Regions from separate parts of the Mus musculus genome. Here all the other regions are linked to region 3. A link is a contact called in public promoter capture Hi-C data. All regions are on one chromosome and are shown on one strand. The core of a region is the stretch at or near the end of the contact, and the rest is flanking DNA. Distances in the headings are between cores, read along the strand shown. Region 1 overlaps Borcs5 (BLOC-1 related complex subunit 5). Region 2 has its middle 23 kb from the start of Emp1. Region 3 holds the start of Apold1 (apolipoprotein L domain containing 1).

What was found. Promoter capture Hi-C pulls out the DNA fragments that hold promoters and counts their contacts.
Region 1: a promoter capture Hi-C map of hippocampal neurons shows a contact between it and region 3, with 2.2 times the contacts expected there. The contact joins the enhancer-like site here to the promoter of Apold1 in region 3. A contact is called at or near these places in 8 of 39 promoter capture datasets (the 3T3-L1 cell line, cranial neural crest, frontonasal cranial neural crest and 5 more), 4 of 484 Hi-C or Micro-C datasets (the N1E-115 cell line, embryonic stem cells, large pre-B cells and 1 more), 4 of 115 datasets of contacts at active chromatin or transcription factors (embryonic stem cells, large pre-B cells, pancreatic cancer cells and 1 more) and 2 of 9 other capture datasets (adipose tissue and liver).
Region 2: a contact with region 3 is called in a promoter capture Hi-C map of cranial neural crest, with 2.4 times the contacts expected there. The contact joins the enhancer-like site here to the promoter of Apold1 in region 3. A contact is called at or near these places in 5 of 39 promoter capture datasets (the C10 cell line, cranial neural crest, embryonic stem cells and 1 more), 1 of 15 datasets of contacts at CTCF or cohesin (large pre-B cells), 3 of 484 Hi-C or Micro-C datasets (the N1E-115 cell line and embryonic stem cells), 3 of 115 datasets of contacts at active chromatin or transcription factors (embryonic stem cells and pancreatic cancer cells) and 1 of 9 other capture datasets (embryonic stem cells).

What each region holds. Positions count from the first base shown.
Region 1 is chr6:134,666,446-134,670,514 of GRCm38.p6, reverse strand. The region is part of intron 2 of Borcs5 (BLOC-1 related complex subunit 5); the gene reads right to left. Among named protein-coding and RNA genes, the nearest start is that of Borcs5, 28 kb to the right of the region's middle. Within about 2 kb of position 1,319, at least 58 of the 459 cell types and tissues checked have an H3K27ac peak or open chromatin away from gene starts, as enhancers often do. A contact at or near this core is called in adipose tissue, hippocampal neurons and pancreatic cancer cells, where this site is marked.
Region 2 is chr6:135,383,949-135,387,608 of GRCm38.p6, reverse strand. No RefSeq gene overlaps it. Among named protein-coding and RNA genes, the nearest start is that of Emp1, 23 kb to the right of the region's middle. Within about 2 kb of position 1,703, at least 33 of the 459 cell types and tissues checked have an H3K27ac peak or open chromatin away from gene starts, as enhancers often do.
Region 3 is chr6:134,980,165-134,983,887 of GRCm38.p6, reverse strand. It overlaps Apold1 (apolipoprotein L domain containing 1), which reads right to left and starts at 1,887. Exons shown (of 2, transcript NM_001109914.1): 1 at 1,859-1,887; 2 at 1-306. The coding sequence starts at 303. It overlaps Gm36428 (a long non-coding RNA gene), which reads left to right and starts at 243. Exons shown (of 3, transcript XR_003956531.1): 1 at 243-750; 2 at 1,494-1,751; 3 at 1,833-1,990.

The DNA of each region.
Region 1 (4,069 bases), core at 70-2,569, 310 kb after region 3:
TGGGAGGGAAAAAAGAAAAGGTAAGAATAGCAACCATGTATTATAACTACTTTCTGCTATATACTTCAGCAAGGCACCGTTTAAATGCTTTTGAAGGCCAACATTTTACTCTACACATTAAGTAATATAAAGTTTAAAGAGCTGACTAGGGACTGTGGTTCTGGTGTCTAAGTGGCCAGCCGTGATGGGAGCAGCAGACTGTGTCAGGCTCAGCTCCTCCTTTGCTAGGTCTCCGAGGCCCCACGCCCTGACTTGACCGCAGGGCTGGGAAGGCACCATTCACAGTCTAAGCATCATCTACGCTTTGCCTGACACTGTCGTATTCTGGGATGCGCACAAGGAACCCAACCATGGAACTGTGACAGGGCACGGCACTAACATTTCCTTCTGGGGCTCTCAGGGGCATGTTGTAGGAATGAATTCACTCAGATCCAAATCCTACCTAGCAGTGATTGGAGAGGTGCCATTCTGAGCTCAGTAATCTTCAAGCAGATAGCTAGCTCACTGTTTGTGAGTTCCAACATTTCTCATAAATATAAATTGAAGTAAACTAAAGAAGGAACAAGAATTTAAAAAAAAATCTATCTTCCTCTGTAACTGTGACGATTTAACAAAATTCCAGGATGTGGTGCAGCTTAGAGATACAGCACTTGACTAGCATGCAAGAGATCCTGGGTTCCATCCCTGACAATGAAACACACACACATACACACACACACACACACGTTTGTAGAGAAAAAGAAAATCATAGGTTGCTGCAATGCTGCGGCTGCTGAGTTTGTTTAAAGTTAACCTGAAAAAGACAAAGGAAGCAGCTCTGAAGGTTATAATTACAGAAAATTACTCAGGTGACTTCATCCCACCCACAGGCTCCTCCGAGGAGTACTTTATAAGCTAGTGTTCTGGAAGGGTACAGCTGCTAAGCATGGGTTTCATATGCTCCATTTAAAACATTATTTTATCAACACAATTGTTAATGGCTTCTAAATGAGAGTAGAAATTTCCAACAAGAGTGCCATAAATTCCTATTAGTATTCACTCTGGGTCTAGAGAACAGAACCCCAGATGGATCGCTCCTTGGCACAAACAGTAAAATAATAGTATAACGATTTCATAACCCCTACTCCTTTCCAAGAGCACTGCATACATCATTACTTGTGTGCTAAGTACACCAGCACAGAGTGTGTGCCATGACTGGAAGACTACCACCAGTGCAAAATTGACTCAGAAAACCATTAAATCTGAAAGATATCTGCTGCCCTCCCTTTCCAAAAATACTCCCACGTCATTGAAAGTTCACTCATGACCAGAGAAACACTCCCAGGGGCTAGGCCATGCCATTCAGCCTCCATCACTGATATGACTCCTAGCTGTGGTTCAGAGGAGCCAGTTTAAGAAATTAATCTGCTTTCAGTTCGGCCATTATCCTGCCTCCCCAGTCAGGCATACTGCCCTCTGCTTTCAGTTCTCACCCTCCTCTCTTCTTTGAGACAACTCAGATTTGCTCTTCTACCGGCCCTAACTCAGCCATGACTTTGATCAGTGTATCATTAGAAAACTACAGTGACTACCTAACTGGGTTGTCCATCTCAGACCACTGCCCCAGTAATTACCCAAAAATACAGACTTTTTTAAAGACTTATTTTTATCTATGTGTACATCTGTGTGAGACTACATGCAAATGCTAGTGAAGGGTAGAAATACATTGGATCCCTTGAAGTTGGAGTTACAGGCAGTTATAAGCTGCCTGATGTGGGTACTAGGGTCAGATCTCTGGTCCTCATGATAAAACAGTAAGTCCTCTTAACCTCCGGGATATCTCTCCAGCACCCCCTCTCTGCCTGCCCCCCCAATCCCACAGCTTTCAAAGTGCCAATGTCATGTTTCCTGTTGCAACAATAAAACCATAATAGCAGTTGTAATTTAAAGGCAATTGCCTTCAAATTCCTGTCTTTATCCTGAGGAGCCTCCAGCAGTCATTGGAGCCAAATACCGTGCCTATGAATACCATTTTTCTAAACTTGAGACCCATAAAAACCCACACTGAATTGTCATTGACATTTGTACCATATCCATGGACAACTGTTTATTTTTAATTTAAATGTATAACTTGATATACTGCTGTTAAATGTTACTGTGGCTTTAGCCCATCTTTCGAGTCTACTGAGACCATTTTTGACCCTTATTCCTGGCATCCATCCATCCATGTAGATAATTTATCCAGTATCACCTGATTGGGGTATGGGATCAGATCTCTGGTCCTCATGATAGAACAGTAGGTCCTCTTAACCTCTGAGCCATCTTTCCAGCAACCCCTGCCCCCCGCACCCCCGCAAAATCCCACAGCTTTAAAGGTATCCTCTTTCCTGTTGCAACAAACAAAACCATAATAGCAGGCACCCACATCCAGTATAAAAATGTGATTTATATGTGGAAACAAATCCTCAGTGAGTGAATAGTACGTCCAGGGTTCTTTAGGTAGTAGTAAGTCAACTGGCATGGGAGAGAACAAGGCAGAAGTCAAGGTCAGACCCCTGTACATCTGATTTTTACAGGCTTACTTTGGAATTTGTTAGCTTGCAAAGGACACAAGTAATTAGAGACACTGTCTTGGAAAGGGAGCAGGCTCAGAAGGCAGGAAGAGTTGAAGCTGATGCGTGGAAGCTGTGGCGAGGTCCTCTTGGATCATCCCCCTTCTTTAGCATCCTCTTTTCCTTGTGGAAGCTTCTGGCACCTCCCATACCCCACAGTTTATTAAAGACCACAGTTGAATAATTCTACTCCCGAGTCCTTCCAGTGCCCTGAAGAGGAGGGGTGAGTAGGGGTGGGGAACCCGGGAGGAGGAACACCATGGGAACAAAAGCAGAGACCTTTCACCAGCTTGCTATATTTCTTCCAAAAGTCTGGGGGTTTAGCGACTCGTGTCCTATCATTTTCAGTGAATGATCTTTCTCTGTGGCAGAAAATATGGATGCGAAGGAGGTGTTACAGAGCTAGGCCCTGACTGGGCCTTACCACTGCCTTTGCTCTGGCCGCACAGTCTCCTTTCCTAATCATCCTCACACCCACCGCCTCAGCAGTGTCTCCTCACCCATTCACTCACTCACTCACTCACTCACCCACTCACCCACTCACTCACACTACAGCTTTCACCCACCGCCTCAGCAGTGTCTCCTCACCCATTCACTCACTCACTCACTCACTCACTCACTCACTCACTCACTCACTCACACTACGGCTTTCACCCACCGCCTCAGCAGTGTCTCCTCACCCACCCACTCACTCACTCACTCACTCACTCACCCACTCACTCACACTACGGCTTTCACCCACCGCCTCAGCAGTGTCTCCTCACTCACTCACTCACTCACTCACTCACTCACTCACTCACTCACACTACGGCTTTCTACTTGCCCATGGTACACTCTCTTCCCTGTACACTTAGGACAGACTTTAGCATGCTCCTTGCACAGTCACATCAGCCACGTCATATATCCTCCCCTTTTCTCTTCTGTGATTTATTTAACTGTGTCATTAGCAATCTTGGGAAGGTAAGAAGGGTGATGAAGGATGTGAGCTAAGAAAAGCTTCTATTCTCGCAGGCTGAGGCATTAAAGGTCAGGTCTAGTGCTGGGAGTAGCAGCACACCTCTTTGATTCGAGACAGAGGCAGGTGGACAGCCTGGTCTACATAGTGAGTTTCAGGGCTTTAGTAAGACCCTGTCTCAAAAAAAGACAAAAACTTCTAGTGCAGTACAGGAGTAAAGGCTTGCAAGACATAAAGGCAGGAGGTGGCTGCTAGTTTGCTCTGGAGCTCAAGATAGTTAAAAGCAATGGGGCCGGGGCCGGGGGGGGGGGGAGATGAAATGATCACTAGACATTTTCAGATCTGTGCCCAAATACAGCAGCAACCACACACTCTAAGGGTTACACACACTGCTAGAACTAGGGTTGATGAAGATTTCAGCAAAACATACAGAACTGCAGAGCAGACATGGTGCTACATGCCTTTAACCTCAGTATTTGAGAGGTTGAGGCAAGATCACTGCAAGGTCAAAGCACGTGGGCTA
Region 2 (3,660 bases), core at 454-2,953, 400 kb before region 3:
TGCTCAAAGCCTATAAATTATAATACTGAGGAGATGATGTCATTCAAACATGCTGAAATAATCTGAATTTAAGAGATCCATGTGTTAATACAAGGGAGGCAGCTAAGAAGTGCCAGCCTCAGAATACCCAAATTACACTATCAAACAGATGAAAGATGGGAGATACCTTGATCCAGACAGTGTCGCTCTGAGTGCCATGTCCTTCCATATTTAATGGAAAACTAAACACTACTTCCTTGCTATAATCAAGGCAGACTTTTCTGACAAGAGACCCATGTTCACTCTCCACCCTCCCTTTAGCAGACACAGGCAGCTTTTCCAAGACACAAGGGCTTGGAAGAGCAACAGAACAGTCTGGTATTTAAACTAAATCCTATCCCACTGAAAATACATTGCATTTCCAAAATAAATTACCAAAAAATCATTTCAGCCCAGACAGTAAGTGAAAAAAAAATTCTAGGAGAATTTTGAAACATAGTCTTGTTTATGTAACCCTTACTGGCCTGAATCTCAACTACTACAGGCCAGGCTGGCAAACTTGTGACTCCTGCCTCTCCTCTGCCTCTGTGTCCCTAGTGTTGGGACTGCAGGCATATACACACCTCCTGGCCTGTACCAACCCATTAAGTCATTAAGAATTCAACAGTCTGCATTTCCTCGCCATCTGCTTTGTCGCAGTTAGCTCTTATTACAGTAATGTCTCTGGCAGATCACTTTGTAGGTTCTCATAGCTACGATTCACTAAATGACTATCATATTCTGAAAAACACTGCACACCTGGAACCCCAATACTCAAAAGACTACTAACTGCATGTTGTAGTCTAGACTGGGCTACATAGGAAGGTCCTATCTCAAAGCAACAAAATGCACAGCTCACTGATGCTGAAGTGGGACAGAACCATGAAGAAGGACTGAGAACCAAGAAGGTATTCTACCTTCCCTGAGCTAACAGTGCCCCATACCCTCGAGCCTCCTTCCCCAAATCTCTAGCTAACTTTAATCTATGGATGAGATCTATTTCCAGTCTAAATTGGAAGCTAGAGGGAGAAAAGGATGCACATCTGATTTTTTTTCTATGTCCCCAGCAGGTGTGTACGGCAACCATGCTTAGCAGTTTACCAACACATGTCTTAACAGTCACATGTCTGGCCCACATCTGGGTCTCTCTATGCCTGTTAAAAAAAATAATGCCAGGTAGAAAACACCTCCCATGGGCTCCATGTCACCACCTGCTGTGTGCTGTGAGACATGTTCTCCTCTCAAATGTCAACCGATTCAACAAGTCACACCACTAACAAAAAGTTCCAGCAAGCCTCCTTCCTTCTACCTTACTCCCCACCACTGCCCACGTTCCCTCTGTGCTCCAGAATGGGGCTATTTCAAACTCAACTGCAACATTCCTGAGAGACATTTCGTCTGCCTGGTGGTATGTGCTGGCTTTTCCTTAGCAGACACAGAAAACTGCTTCTTGTGTTGCTGGAATACAGAGCCTTGCACACGCATGATTTAAACTCCCACAGGCCTACTTCCAAAGGCGCCTGAGAAATTGTCCTCTGTGCCTAAAAGCCAGAGGGGTTTTACAAAGGGACAATCAGGAGTAAATCCAAAGCAGAGTGACAGAGTTACCTATTAACCATGTGGCACCTGGGTTATCACCCCAGTGAATGACTTCCCTGTGCCTGTGGGCCTCATTCTGGAATGGCAAGAGAGATCTCAATGACTCACCTTTCTCCACATGCCTCACTTAGACCAAGGTCACCTGCATATTTACTTAATCACTTCAATTCAATTCAATTCTATCCAAGACGTTTAATTGCTCAAATATTTATTAACCGCCTTTATATGTGGAAATCTGACAACGTCCTGCCCTTTCTCAGAATGTAATCTCATTTTGCAAGATAACTCTCATGTCTTGCTATCTCACTTCTGCACAGAACTAAATGTCATCTGAAATCATGGAAACATCTGGTGTTTAAGCTTTCTTTAAATTATTTCTAAAACAGAAAGCCAGTGCACCTTGGCCTTGACTAGAAGATAACCCAGTGATGTCTAATTTTATGTGTCAACTTGGCTGGGCCAAAGTATCCAACTACATCACCGAATATTATTCTGGGTATCTCTAGGAATATGTTTTGGGATGAAAATGACTTTTAAACAGGTAAAGTTTAAGCAAAGCAGGTCGCCATCCATGGGGTGGGTGGGCCTCATCTGATCAACTGAGGAACTGGAGAAAGTCAGGTCTTCAGAGAAAATACTATAGGGAAGTCACTCTGGGGTGTGAATTGCTGTATGGAGTCTTGCATGAGTTTCTTGCTTGATAGCCCTCTTGCGGCCTCTCCGAAGACACCCTGATGACCAACTAGATTCTTGAAATGGAAGATGATATCTTTGCAGTTGAAGAACATGTTGGGTGGGTCTGGGTGTTCATTGGTGACTAAAGACTTTTGAGGAAGGGATGGGCAGTCAGAAGAGCGAACCAAGGGGTTGTATCATGGTAGGAGCTCTAAGTGAGGGAAGTAGACCTTTTATGAAGATGTCCTAAAGCAGTGGTTCTCAGCCTTCCTAACTCTGTGACCCTTCAGTACAGTTCTTTGTGTTGTGGTGACTCGCAATCACAAAATTATTGTGGTGCCACTTCATAACTATAATTTTGCAACTGTTACGAATCATAATGTAACTATCTGAGATGCAGGATATCTGATATGTGACCCTATGAAAGAGTTGTTCAACACCCCACAGGTTGAGAACTAATATCCTAAAAACAACGTAAGGCATCTTATGGGCAGCCAGGGGTGATGGGACACACCTCTAATCCTACCACTCAGAAGAGGCAGAGCTCGGGGGATTCTAAGTTTGAAGCTAGCCAGAGCTACACAATAAACTAACTCTCTCTCTCTCTCTCTCTCTCTCTCTCTCTCTCTCTCTCTCTCTCTCTCTCTCTCTCTCTCTCTCCCTCCCTCCCTCCCTCCCTCCCTCCCTCCCTCTCTCTCTCTCTCTCTCCCTCCCTCCCTCCCTCCCTCTCTCTCTCTCTCTCCCTCTCCCCCCCCTCTCTCTCTCACACACACACACAGAAGACGAGATAAACAAAAAGGATATCATATGGGCCTCTAAGAAGGCATTATAAAAATCAATGCCATTTGATCTGCTAATTTGAAATATGCAAAAACCGTGTGTGTGTGTGTGTGTGTGTTTGTGTATATAGTATGTATGTATGTATGTATGTATATATGTATGTATGTATGTATGTATGTATGTATGCATGTGTATAGTATGTGTGTGTACACTCATCCATTTAAGCATATGTGGAAAACAGGGGTTAAAATAGGATGATCTATTAGTTTTCACATTCTTTCTGAGACAGGGCCTCTCTCTGGACCTGGACATATTGGGCTAGGCTAGCTGACCAGTAAGCTCAGTCTCTACCCCCTGTAACTGGAGTTCAGACACACATTATTGCACCTTTTTAATATGGGTTCTGGGACTCCAAGCTCAGGTCCTCATGCTTGTGTAGTGAACACTTTACCCACTGGGCCATTGCCAAGCCATCTTTTAGCCTTTTAAGTTGCAGAGTAATTTTTCAAGTTTGATGATGTATTTCCCAATACTCATCTACTTTATGGTGTAAGTATTTTGCCAGAAGAAAGCATTGGATCCCCTGGA
Region 3 (3,723 bases), core at 638-3,137:
GATGGTGACTGCCCCTCCGGCGGTGGCCACCCCTAAGCCCACGGCCGACGCCACGAGCGAGGCTCCCAGGGTGACCGGGCTGAGTGACAACCCCACGATGGCTGCCAGGGCACCAGCGGCGCTCAGAGAGCTGCCCGCCACGTTGGCCGCCAGGGAGCGCCTGCGTAGCCGCTCCAGCCTCCGGGCCACTTCGCGCAGGCGCAGCACTTGGCTGTGCAGCCGGCCACGGCGGTCCAGCAGCAATCCTTGGAAGCGCCGCAGCGCATCGGCGCCCTGCGGCTCCCAGGCCGCCCGCTTCTCCATGCCCTGTGAGGGACATAGACGCACAGTTAGCCCGAGTTTCCGCACCCGTTGCTGCCCTAGGCTAGAGCTGCCCGGTGCACTCTCTAGAGAGTCCTCAAATAATTAATAGACTTTATGCTGGGCGTGTTGCCTTAATGGTAGATCACTTACCTAGCGTTCAACCCTCAGACTCAATCCACAAGGCTGCCGAAATGAATACACGAATAAATAAACCACTCAGGACTGGGAACAGGGAGGTAGGTTACTACTGGGTTATGGGTCAAGTTTCCAAAGGCTCTGGAGCCTGGGACAAGTCACACAAGTTCCCAGAACCCGTTAACTGTGCGTTCCAACAGAGATTATGCTGTCTTCTGCTTTCCTTCCAGGGAACAAAATCTATGGACACCATCCACAGATTTAAATAAAGGTTTAAACGGGAAGGTGGAGACTATTAGAAAGCTGCTCCAGGTAAATGCTCTGAAAACAGAGACTTTGCTCTGTTTTCAAAATGACACTTGGGCTGAGGATGCAGCTCAGGGGTAGAGCCATTGTCTGGTGTGACACCCTATTCTATTCCCCAACTCCTGACAAACAAGGACCAATAAAAAGAAGAGAACACCTTAAAAGTAGCAAACCGTGCATGTAACGTAACAAAAACTTTTCATTATGTGGAGACTTGTGTCCTAGGGACTCAAGGTACTTGCCCCCCCCATTCTCATTATATCATTATATTCTCTCTCTCTCTCTCTCTCTCTCTCTCTCTCTCTCTCTCTCTCCTTCTCTCAATGTCCCTGTCCCTCTCTCTAATCCTAGCACTTGGGAGGCAGAGGCAGGATCATTGAGAGTTCAAGGCCAACCTGGTCTAAATACTGAGTTCTAGGCCATCCAAGGCTACATAACAAGAATTTGTCTCAAGGTAAAAAAGAAAAGGTGCTAGCTAGCAGCTCACTGGAGGCTTCCTTGGGTCCAGATGGACTGAAGCCAATAAAAGGTGACTAAGGGAGAAAGCTGAATGTACCAGGTTCATCTGTAAAAGGCCATCTGTCCTGGTAATGAGGGAGCCCCATTTTCATACACACTGTACTCTCCACCAGTCAGAACTTCTTAAAGGCACCAAATAAGTCACTGAAAGAGCATGTCGGACCTGAACGAGCAGGGCAGAAGTTATTTAATTTTTTATCTTTCTCCATTTGTTTTTGTTGTTTTTAAAGACAGGCTGTTACATAGTCCAAGTTGACCTCAAACCCCCGATTCTCCGGCCTCCACCTCCTGAGTTCTAGAATTCCAGGCTTGCATCGGCATGCACAGCCAGAACTCATTGTCCTCGGTTAAGATGAAGGCCTTTAGAGACCGGCTACCAACAGCTGATGTTTCTCAGTGCCCCCAGAAGAACACTGGTCTCCTGACTCATAGGTCCTACAGCTCCTGGTTGACCTCCATGATCTAGCTGACCAGTAAGAAGTTTTCAGGTAACAAGAAGGTTGGGAAAAAGTCACTCCAAATACATGACGCCTCGAGAGTTGACCCCGATATCACCAATCCCATTGCAGACACATCCCTCGGACTCCCCACTTACCCTTCACTCTGGCCTCCAGGAAGAAAAGTGGGAGACTGTTTCTGGACGAGCATACTTTATAGCTCCCAGGAGCCAATGACGGCTCTGGGAAAGCCTTGTCTCATTCTGAGAAGCTGCTGTTTCCTGCCCTGACCCCTGCTGCCTTCGGCCAGGATATGACATGTTGGAAAAAGAGACGCTGGCAAAGCACGTCCCGTATTTAGGAAATGAATATTGTGTGTTCGCTTTCCCCTCCAAACGCAGGAAGAGAACCACAGGCTCTTCCCCAACTTGAAACAAGTGCTGTCATCTCCCAGTGGGGATACCCTGCCTTTCCTCTCCTGAGAATAGCTACTGACGCCATCGGGGGAGGCTTTCCCACATGCCCCAGGCTGCCCAATTATAGTGTTTCTTTGAGAGGACTCCATCAGAAAATCATTTTTAAAAAGAAATAGGAGGGACCGGAAAACTTAATTATGATCGATACAGCCACTCATGGTCCTTTTCAAAGAGCTTTGTGGGGATGTAAGTAGCTGAAGCATGTGACCCATTAAGGGAGGGCAGCCAGCACCAAGGAGCGCCTAAAATTCAAGACCACGCCCACAGGAAGTGCTGCGTGCAGTTTAGGGCATCTCCAGCTGTGGAGAAGACACAGGAGGTCTCAAAAAGGGCACACTGCGGGGCCAAGTGCGTCAGAAAAATCACTGGGGTCAAGCTGCACACCGAGCTAATTATACACTTTCCATGGCAGCGGGGAGATGATGGCTTCCGGGGTTTTCATATGAAGCGAGGACTGTAGCTTGCATCATGGTTAAATGAGTGGATTCTAGCTACAGGTTCCCCAGCAGGGTCTGAAAAACAGTTATCTATTACAGAGCGTGCAGGCGGGGAAATGAATGTAGCTTCTTTCTGTGCCTTTACCCAGACCAGATGGCGATGCACCCCATAGCTATCCCTGAAGCAGTTAGGGTGGGGGTGGGGGGAGGGGAGAAGCTGAAGCTTAGTTGGGAAACCCAGTCTCACCAAAGGACCCCTGACACCATCGTCAAAGGCCAAACTGGTTTTCACCTAAATGATTCATGTCTCCAGCTGGAGGTGCAGTAGACTAGCACGCGGAGGCCCTGGATTCTAACACTGGCACCCAGAAACCCATCACTGTGGCCCACCCCTGTAATTCCAGCACCAGGAAGTAAAAGCTTGAGGGTTAGACATTCAAGGTCAGCTTCGGATTCATAGCTAGTTGGAATCCAGCCTGGGCTACGTGAGACCCTGTTCCCAAAACGAAACAAAAGTCCCCCTTATTCATTTGGAGTCTCTTGCATCTGTTCAGTGCGGTCTCACTATGGAGTTCTGGCTAGCCTAGAACTCATTAAGTAGATCAGACTGGCATTGAACTTGCCTCTTGCTCTGCCCCATTTGGAAAGTTTCAACAGCTCTATCATTGTAGAACACAATTAAGCCCCTCACTTTCGTATGGATAACCTGTCTTTACCAGAGCAGTGCCACCTGCAGCACACCCTGCTGCTCTTGACCTTGATCAGTCAGAATTTAGTCCACGTCCAAGTGTTCTGGTTATAGCTCCTACAGAATAGACATAACCGAGCAGAATGGCCCCAGCGTCTACTTGTACTCTTGAGATAAGAGGCAGAACGGCTGGGCATGGTGGCACAGGCCTGTCATCCCAGCACCTGGAAGGAAGCATCATAGTTTGCTCAAAGTTCAAGGTCAGCCCGAACTGGAGAGCAAAACCTGGAAGCACAGGGGCCTGAGTCTAATCCTCAGGACCTACATTTAAAACTGCCAAGTGTGGTGTTGCTGGTCGAGCAGCCTAGCTTACATCACAAGCTCTATCTACTCCAACCACAAAAGGGCAGCCAGCACATGAG